2 separate regions of the Gossypium hirsutum genome follow, and region 1 is linked to region 2. The links are chromatin contacts, called in public Hi-C maps. All regions are on one chromosome and are shown on one strand. Each heading gives the region's core, a stretch centred on a gene start, on an enhancer-like site or on the middle of the called end of the contact. The rest is flanking DNA. Distances are from core to core; before and after follow the strand shown.

Region 1 (5,172 bases), core at 720-3,219, 110 kb before region 2:
CCACTAAAGAAATCTCAACATTTACTCTTGGTGGGATATAAATATGTGCCCAATATGCTATAAGACACTTATAGGTAACTAGACTATCACTTGAGATAAAAGTTATAATTTTATTTTATTTTATTGTCATCTCTTTTACGGTTTGTTTCTTATTTAATGATTTTTCTATACAAATACATGTTAATTATTTAATTATAATATTAATCTTGAGATAATTTTTTACTTTTATATTTTAATAAAATTTCCATGAAATTTTTTTTAATAATGGTAACTAATTAATTTTACATAAAATAATTTAATGAATGTATCAAGATTAATATATAATTAAATTAAATATAAATTTAAAATATTTACTTTTAGTTGAAGTTGAATATAATTTTTTAATGAAAGAAGTCAAATATATTTCATTTTGTAGGATTTCATATGTAATTAAAATTTCGTTATTTTTTAATTAAAAGAGAAATGAATAAATCAAATAGAAAATGAATTGATGAATAATAAAAAGAGATAATTGTCTTTTTTTATTTAAGGTTTGCTTAGTAAATAGATTTTAAAGGGGTTTGTGGGATTTTTTTTCAAACTTGAGAGAGATAAGTAGATATTCTTGAAACTATAGGGATAATTTTACATTAAACTTGATAGGGGTAAGTGTCTTTTACTTAATTGTTAAGAGCAAGTGCTTATTCACGGATATATATATATAAAAGGGAGGGATGCACTTTGTAACTTTTATTATAACTAATATTTTAACAATCCAATTATTGAATTTATCAATATAATTGTATTTGTCATACTTGTAAATATTTGAATCAATCTGATATCTTTATCATATCGATCTAAAATAATGTTTATATTAATATATATTCAAAGTTTCAAAATTTTTACATAAAACAAATAATTAAATATTTAATTTACTCCAAACTTAACATATGTGATCTACATGAATGAAACATGAAATCTGATGATTGAATTGTGTTCAATAATTTTTTAGCTATCTTTTAACAAACCACTAATTCACTATTCACATCACACCATTTTGTTGTTAAATTTTCATACCGTAAGTTTGTGAGTTTTTTTTTCTTTTGGGTTTGTAAGTTTAGAGTTTTTTTTTTCTTATTTTTAAATTATTTCAAATATGTTTCTAAAAAGAAATTAATTTTTCATGATATTAAAGCAATATATTTAGCAATTTCTAAAGATTGGTTCAAGAGATTTGGAACTTTTCTTCACAAAAAGGTATACCTCAACAATTTTTTGTATATTTTAAAATTACTCTTCTTTCTTTTGTTTGTGATTGTGAAAATCAGTAGTGTGGTTGGTGATTCTCATAAGATTGTGTGCTGTTCAATTAATTCATAGGGATATTATTTAATTTTTACATATATTTTAGGGTTATTTATAATTCTTTTTTATCCAAACTTATAAAATATTTAAAAATATTTAAAAATAAAATATTAAAATCCTATATCAAATAGTACGAATTGATACGCATCAATACAAGTTGTATTAATCAAATCAAAATTTTTTATCAGAATAAAACTTAAATTATTTAGTATTAAAATAGTACAAACTACTATGCTTGGCCACTCCTTGATATTTTATCTTGGTTCCGTCCTTAATTATGACCCCTTTCACTTGTACTCTCAAATTATAATAATATAGAACATGGTGCATATTAATTTGTATATTATAATCATGTTTAAAATGTTATATTTATATAAATTTTCAAAAAAGATATTTTCTTTATATAAAATTTATGGTTTTCATATAATTTCTTTCATATTTGTATTATCTTTCTTTTTTTTTCTAAATTTATTTGTATTTATTGTGTTGGTGTAGCATTCCAAGTTAAAGGCGGGACTTGTGATTTGTGAGTCCAAAAAGCTACCAAGCTGGATGAGCTAAGGCTTGTCTTGAGGAGCCCATTAAACCATATGTACCCTCCTAGGCTACCACTCAATGTTTCCAGAAACCATTTAGCAGTGGTTGAAGCCATTCTAAACCATGGATTGGTCCAGGCCTAACTACCCACAAGAATGGTTGGTTGCTATTAGCTAGCCCATGCTATCACCTGGGTTTTAACTACAAGAAAAACGCAGTTGTGGTTGAAAAGGAAATAGTCAGTAAAGTTATAAATTTAGTCTTTATAATTTACAAGATTTAAATTTAAAGGCCTAACATGTTTTCTTTTATATATTATACGGATGGAGATAAGGATAACATGGTTTGAATTCGTGTCAAATGAGTGTTTAACAAAATTTTTAATTATCACTCTATACTAATTAAGACTATTGCATTTGTAATTATTGTTAAGTTGGTACAATTATTTATTTTTTGTGATAATATTTATAAAATTACAATTGTAAGTACTTGTGACAAATTTAAATGATTACAACTACTTTTGGGTAAACTATAAATGGCTACTATGAGATAAAATAGGATCATATTGGGAGAATGAATTTATCCCAAAGAGATTAATGATATCTTATGAGGGTAACACACTTATGACAAGGTCATTGGATGAGCACTTATTGAGTAGCTTTTGTAATGGTATGTAACTGGGGAGAGCTCAATCACGATATTATAATGGAATGAATTTATTACTAAGTAAGTTTATAATTAATAGGTGAAAAATTAAAATTTAATTATAAATTATTTGAGCCCTAATTATATATGTCCGCTAGCTTATTATGCAGCATCCTACCCGATGAAACCCTAGTGTTCAAACGATGTTTATGGAAGGAAGGCATAAATAGTAAGTTTTGAGTGTGTGTAAAGTATAAGAAGTTGAATAAGTATAAGAATTCTTTGAGCAAGCCTATAACGCCTCAGTTCTTGCTGGCACAAAGTCCTGCGTAGCCTTTGAAAAGTACAATTGGCGAATTTGTAACTGCCCAAGTGCTCTTTTTGAAGCATTATGGGGGCAGACACAATTGTATGTTCAAGATGTTAAGAGTTCCACGCTAGATAATTGTGAATTGATAGAAGAATAATGTGGTCAGGTAAATAGATACTGAAGGTATAAGCCCACGTTAGAAGTAGTATACCATTTTCCCCATGATACTGTACAATTTAAGTTATAACGTAAGTTGGTTAGGAACTAACCGAACGAGAACCATGATATTTAAAAGAGAAAGGGAAAGTACAGAATTAGTTTCCTCAGAATTTGTAGACCCTTGATAAGATAAGTCAGTGGTGATGTGACATTTATCAAGTTCCAATAAAGACTTTGGACTATTTTAATAGGTCTTCAAGTTGAAATAAAGGGAGTTCTCTTCTCTTTTAGAAATATTAAAACCTATGGCTGGAGGAAAGGAGAAGCATTTTTCTTTAAGCTAGATCCTAACCTCTAGATTCTTCTATAAATTTGTCCATGTCGAGGTGAGTTTTATGACTCTGAAAAGTAGATCTACATGAATGCCTAAAAAAGTAAGGCTTTGTTTATAGGTTATTTGTATTTAAGATGATGGAAAAGTTATCCGAATGAATTTTTATGGTGTTCTTTTGTTTTAAGAGGCAGTGGTTACTGTAACTCCTAAAAGGATCTTGGATCTAGAGCTCAACCTACTATACATTCTTGACAGGTGAATCCCTAAGTTAACTTTCACATGTAAGGTATTAATTGTGATGTTTCTATAGAAAATGGCCAGATTGTGAACGCTAAATGAGTCGTGCATGTATAGTTCATGAAGAAACTGATAGGTTAAGCATGAGACAGTTGTTCTAATGATGAAATGAAACTATATGAGTACTTTTGGAATGCATGAGATGATATGAAATGAAATGTATGTTAACTTATGTATGGAATCAAAGCATGAAATAATTGTTAAGTGAGTTTTTGTCTGTCTCAACGGAGTCATCTAAAAGAGTCTGTTGAGACTTTAAACACGATTCTTTGAAAGGAAAAGTCCATGGAACAATACTGTGTAAGACCATAGCTGGTGGGCTATGGCGTCATATGGAAAGACCATATTGTATAAGACCATAACTGGTAGGTTATGGCATCATATGGAAAGAACTAAATGAAGGTTATCACCTAATGGAGTTCTCTACGTGATCCAAGACAATTAGGGGCAAACCTCACATAATGTGAGTCTAAGCGAATCCCTATCGTGAACACAACATAAAATGGAAGCGTTTGTAGCAATCTATGAAATGGAAACCTTTGTAACGATCTATGGAAAGGAACGCCTTCATGGCGCCTTTTAAAGGAAGGCCCTTATGGAAATCATCTAAAGGAAACGCTTTTGTCACAGACCTTGAAAGAGAGAAATGACAAGTATGACAAACCCTGAAAGAATGATATGTAAGGCTAACTCTAAAAAATGGTAAGTATGAAAAACTTTGAACAAATAGTACGTATGGCAAATCTGAAGGAATAGTACATATGATGAACTTTGAAGGAATAGTACGTATAGCGAACTCTGAAGAAACAGTTCCGTAGGAAATGTTGTGGTATATCCTGCATAGTCTTAAGATATGTCCAGAGAAGATAGAACATGCTAGGGAATGTAGTGAATTCATAGTATGACCAAGTAGACTAGAAGAATAACTCGATCAACAGTGTTTTATAGGTATGGGTTCTAGAATGGGAACAATTAAGGAAATCATGAAAAGGCTGGGTGAAAAACATAAGGTTTTGAAGATGCTAAGGGTTAGGAGTAGTCATAAAGCAAGGTATGACGTCTATTGTATGAAGAAGAAAGATACTCGCCAAAGTCAAGTTAAAGAATGAGGAACAATGAGATGATAATGAAATTACCAAATGAATTGTAATGAGATGATACAGGTAAATGGAGTTCATTTCACTAAGTTCTCATGAACTTACCTTAGTGTTTTATGTCACAAGTAAGTTGATTAAGGCCTGTGCCAGAAGGGACGATGCTAGGGCTACACCAAAAGAATGGTGAAGTGGGCTATTATGCATGCAAAGTAGGTTTGGGCAGGCATGGTCGAGTCTGTTGTAATAAATAGAAATAATGTAATCATGTTCAGAGATTTGTCCACAAGTCCTAACAACTGCAACCCTTCATATAATGATTGTAGTTGTTTGTTGTATACTCATTTGTAATTTTTATTTTAAAACCATATCCACTAGGTTGTAAATGTTGAAGATATGTATGAATAGTTGAGTGTAAGTCTGTAATAGAGATGTAACACATAAGATCCAAA
Region 2 (5,041 bases), core at 437-2,936:
CCTTAAGGAATATTGTAATGCATATGTTATATACTTACATAGGGGGGAGACTCAGTGGTTTTCTTCCTTGGAGAATAGTTTTCTTGGCCTCCATAGTAAATAGATGAGCTGAGATAGCTAGGTTCCACTGTTTCATTGTGATAAACGGATGAACTCTTGTCTTTATTCCTTGTGCTGCTGCTTTGTCCCTTGCTATAATCAGTGTTATGATCTGAAACAAAACATGCATGAGCAACATTCTCATCTCTCATTTTTGTTTCTTGCTTGACTATAAACCAAACTTAACTATTCTCATTAAGATCCCACATGAAGTTTTATTATAACTAACATAATTAATCTACATGTTTAATTTTTTTATATATCATATCCTCGTATTCAGATACGTGTCAAGCGCGCACATATATATATATATCCAAATATGTCAAACAGAAGAAAACTAGGAGAAAAATGCAAGGAGAAATGCTAAAAATTAATACAAGAAGGCAACAAAAAAACCTGTTCCATATCTGGCATGATGGGGCAAACCCTGAGTATTCCATGAACCTCTAATTCCGGAGTGAGTTGAGTCCCTCCCCAGCACCTGAAATCAGAAAAGAGAGAACAATTTAGATCTATTCACCATTAAAAACCTATAAAAATTAGAACAAAAATGGATAACCACAATTAAAACAAGCCATACATAGCCAGAGGTCACCAATAATTCCATTAATGCAAAGTCCAAAGCCAACTTTTCGCCCACCACTAGCTAGCATTGGAATATACATATTAACTTTGCAAATTTAAGATGTTACAAAGAAAAATTGACCGGTAAACCCCACTAGCTAGCATCTATCCACTTAGTGAATATATCCAAGCACATGATGTATAGAATTTTAGTGTATTATATAAAGCATCTCTTTGCATCTTTTTTAAAGAATCATTCACTTGAAATATATAAATCCATAATGTTAGAAAAAGAAATATACAAACCCTAAATACAATTAAACCAGCTTTATCCTAAATATATCAACTTCTCAGTTACTTCCAATCAAAGTATATTATCCCCCAGTATCATAATTTCACATGTCTGCAAGTAAATAGGTAACTAATGAGTAAAAGGGTATTTCTTTTTTCGTCAAAATCAACAAAGCTGTATCATTTTATGGATAGAAAATGCAGAGCAAAAGGGTTTACCACTGATGGAGGGGGAAAAATAGTCCCAAAAAGCCCAGTTGTGGTAGTTGATGAAGAAGAAGAGTCCTTTGGACCAAAGAGATGATCCAAAGAAACAGACGATGAAGATGATGATGATGATGATGATGAAGAGCCACTCACTTGCCTTTTGTTTTCCATACCAGAAAAATAAGTAAACTTTTTTTTTTCCTTTTTGGGGTTTAAAAAAACTATCTTTCTTTGTCAACCAACGAACAAAACTACTCTTTGAGATATATATATCTTAAAACAATAAACAACCCTCAAAGAACGAGACCGAACAAGAAAGACAAAGACAAAAAGGTGGCTGGCAATGTCAGGCCAGTGGATAAGATTTTCTTTTTTCTCACAAAACAAAAGAAACAAACCAAAGAGATAAAAGTAAAGAAGAGTGCAAGAGAGGTAGGAAGGAGGTAAGAGAAGGAAAGCAAAAGAGAGGGACAGAGAAAGCTGAGAAACACGTGAAGAGTTTGCAGTGCAGATGTAGAGATATGTTTGTTGGTTGGCAAAGGATCCAAGCCTATTTATAAGCCCAAGAAAAGGGGGTTTTCACTGTTTGAGCTCCTTTTGTTCAATCCCATTTTGAAGATCGAAAGAGAATTAGACAAAGGGTATTTTTGCTAAAGCCTAGAAAAGGAAAACCCATGTGAATTCGTTCATTTTTTATGTCTGGTTTTTTGACAAATGGCTATGCATGTATCATTCAAACACCAAACACAAGTTGGACATCTCATTTGATTCAATTCCAACCCTTGTTTGCCACGTGTCTCCTTGGGTACTTCTTTTTTTTTTTAATAAAGAATATGACTCAAATATACGTATTATCTGTACATAATTATTTCTTTATAAAATTATTAGATATAATATAAATTGTTTGCTCCTTTTTGGTATGGTTTGATTTTTATGTCAAGTCTGCAACTGTTGTTATTTCTCTTAAGCTATCAAATGTTTTTAAGATCTTTAGTATTTTTTTTTGTACTAATGTTACAATTAATTATACATTCTCATTTGAACAAAAAAAATATAAGTCATTGTAAAAATAAACAAATATATATTGTATTATGTTAATAGATTACATTGTTGAGGGGAAGTCGAGCTTCCGAAAAAAATCTGTGAAGTGTCATTTGTCCGGAGTCAATAAACCTCTCAACAGGTCGGTTTGGACCTGAGGTATCTATGCCCAATTTTATTCAAGTTTTGTCTCCCGACTCTACTAAGAGCCTCAGAGGGTTCATGGAGTGAGAGTGCCTCCATTCACGAGGAAATGCCAACATTTGCTCTTAACGAGATTTGAGCTCATACTCTTATATGGCAATTGTGGGTAATGAAAGTACCACTTTATCTACAACACTTTGTAAACTTCTTTTAGAGCCAGCCCGGCTTCCTTGCAATAACGATCATTAAGAATATATGATTAATTTTTTAATATGATTCCTAAATTACCTTCAATCTTTATACTGAGGATATTAATAATATATGTAATAAATATATTATAAAAATAATATATAAAACAATTGAGTCTTTTGTTGAAATGGTAAAATAAATATGTTGAAAAATATAGTGTCTTAAGTCAAATCTTATTGGGTGTATAATATTTATATAAAAAATATAAAAAATAAAAACATCATTAAATAATATAATTTATTTTATAAAGTAATTGTATTTTAATAATTATTAATTGAGTTGATTCTCGATTAACTCATAATAACAACTCAATCAAAAATTTAATATATAGTACAAGTTGTATAAAGCTATCTTTATTAAATTCAAATGAATCCCACTTAAAATATTCTTTTGTTATACAATTTTATGGAAGAAAAAAAGAGGACATATATAGCCGAAATTTAATTTGTGTTCCTAAAAGAACTTATATCTCAAAATTTATCTTGTAAATTATTTATCATATATAAAATATATTTTTAGTTATGATTTTTTATCAAATGTTATGAATAAAGTATACAAATAATATTTTAACAATCACTCACCAATCGTAAAAATTATTAACTTAAGCATTAACATTGTAAACATAAAAATTTAGGCACCCAACCGCCCGAGACCAATAATTATGTGATGTAGTATTATCATGGTGGATGATAGGTTGTATTACCATGCATTTCAACATACCAAATAGTATTATTCACATGGTATTATTAATTTGAAATTAAAAGAAGATAAATTAAAATATTTACCTCTTAAATTTTCAAAAAGTTTTATTTTAATTAGAAAAGTTATAATTTCATCACTAAATTTTATATATATTTTTAAATATGTTATACAATTATAATAAAATATGTAATAACTCGATTTGGATTCAACCCGATGACTTGACCTGAAAATCCATGGATAACTCATGGTTTAAATAACTCCAAGATGCTCCATTCGAGGGGATTCCAGACAAAATTGGATTATCTTTTTCCTCTCTACTTCTTCATAAAAACACCGACCACCTCCTTCTCCACTTCTATTGACACCATGTATCAACAATAGGTGAGGTGAGCATGGAATGAAAACGTGACCTTCATATTACAGAGGTACCTCAATCTGAAATCTCTCAATTGGTGGGTTCTACACCCTATGAAACCTTGATTCAGTTGGATTTGAAGACAACTTGCCAAGCTTGTTAGAAATTTTCCAAAATCCATCACTATTCGATATCTGGCATCATCACCCTTCAACGCCATTGAGGGTTATCATTGAACCTGTCATTAGTTCCTACATGCAACTAAATTGAACCGTCAGACACTGGGCTCACATCATTTCCCAGATAAGCCTTACTTTCTCTTTTTATATGTAAGAATGAAATGCTACAATTTTGTGAATTTACAGAAAATCACATAAGCAGTCCTACAGAGGTTCTGTTTTATTAAATTTGTTATGTTGTCATGTAGTGTAGTTAAAAGAAACTGATTTTTTTTTTAGAAAAAGAAATTCCCCGAAAAACCAATTTGTGTGGTTTGTGGTGTGAAAATCAAAGGGATGATGAAAACAAAGTCTGGGTATTTTCTGTTTGTTGGAGTAGGAGAAGAAATGTCATATTAAAGGGAAAAAATGAACTTCGAGAGAAATTGGTTGCCTGTCATCCCAGAGAAGGACAAAAATTGGTTTTGTTTTGTCTGTTATTGCTGTTATTGTTTCATTTTGCTCTTTCCATCAAAAATCTGATTTGTAGAATCTAGGATTTGCCACTCTGGTATCATTGATAATGCTTACATTTTTCTAATCCTTTGATGGCCACATGTTATCACCGTCACTATTGCTAATGTAATTTTGGTAATTGGTTCTGCTGTATGAAATGTAATTGAAGTCATGCGGGTTTAGTTAGAATAAAATAAGACTGCTTTTGGTTATTTCTTACTAAAGTTGCATAAATTGTTTGTGAAGGAATTGGCTAATAGATCTATCATGCTAAGAATTTCATAGCCAGAACCTATATGCTATTCATACAAGGTGGATTTCAAAATTAAGGTTATGTGTTAGTGTTACAAAATTACTAAGATTTTGATTTCTTCAATTTTTATTTGTTTTATGTCATTTTTATGTGTTTTACTCATGTTCTTACTATGTTGTATAAGTACTTCATTTAATAAGAACTTCAGCTTTGGTGATTGTTTTGGTTTTTGTTACATTTATGGGTCCTATATTTTGTCATCTCATCTTTATGATGTATTTGTAATATCTGGTGTTCCTAGGTCAATTAGATATAGAATTTGGAATGCAAGCATTTCAACAATGCTCGCTGTTAGTGAAATTATGGCCACCTAGTCATGGTACAAGGCTGATGCTTGTAGAGCGGATGACGAAGAACCTTACAACCCCATCCATTTTCTCTAGAAAGTATGGCCTATTAAGT

What was found. A called contact is a pair of places that touch in the nucleus more often than the background predicts.
Region 1: a Hi-C map of leaf shows a contact between it and region 2, with 2.6 times the contacts expected there. The contact joins the enhancer-like site here to the promoter of LOC107955142 in region 2. A contact is called at or near these places in 6 of 34 Hi-C or Micro-C datasets (callus, hypocotyl, leaf and 1 more).

The regions. Positions count from the first base shown.
Region 1 is chrD04:12,411,253-12,416,424 of Gossypium_hirsutum_v2.1, reverse strand. No RefSeq gene overlaps it. Among protein-coding and RNA genes, the nearest start is that of LOC107955147, 26 kb to the right of the region's middle. Within about 2 kb of position 1,969, at least 2 of the 9 cell types and tissues checked have an H3K27ac peak or open chromatin away from gene starts, as enhancers often do. A contact at or near this core is called in leaf, where this site is marked.
Region 2 is chrD04:12,305,197-12,310,237 of Gossypium_hirsutum_v2.1, reverse strand. It overlaps LOC107955142, which reads right to left and starts at 1,686. Exons shown (of 6, transcript XM_016890869.2): 1 at 1,174-1,686; 2 at 496-580; 3 at 39-211. The coding sequence starts at 1,332.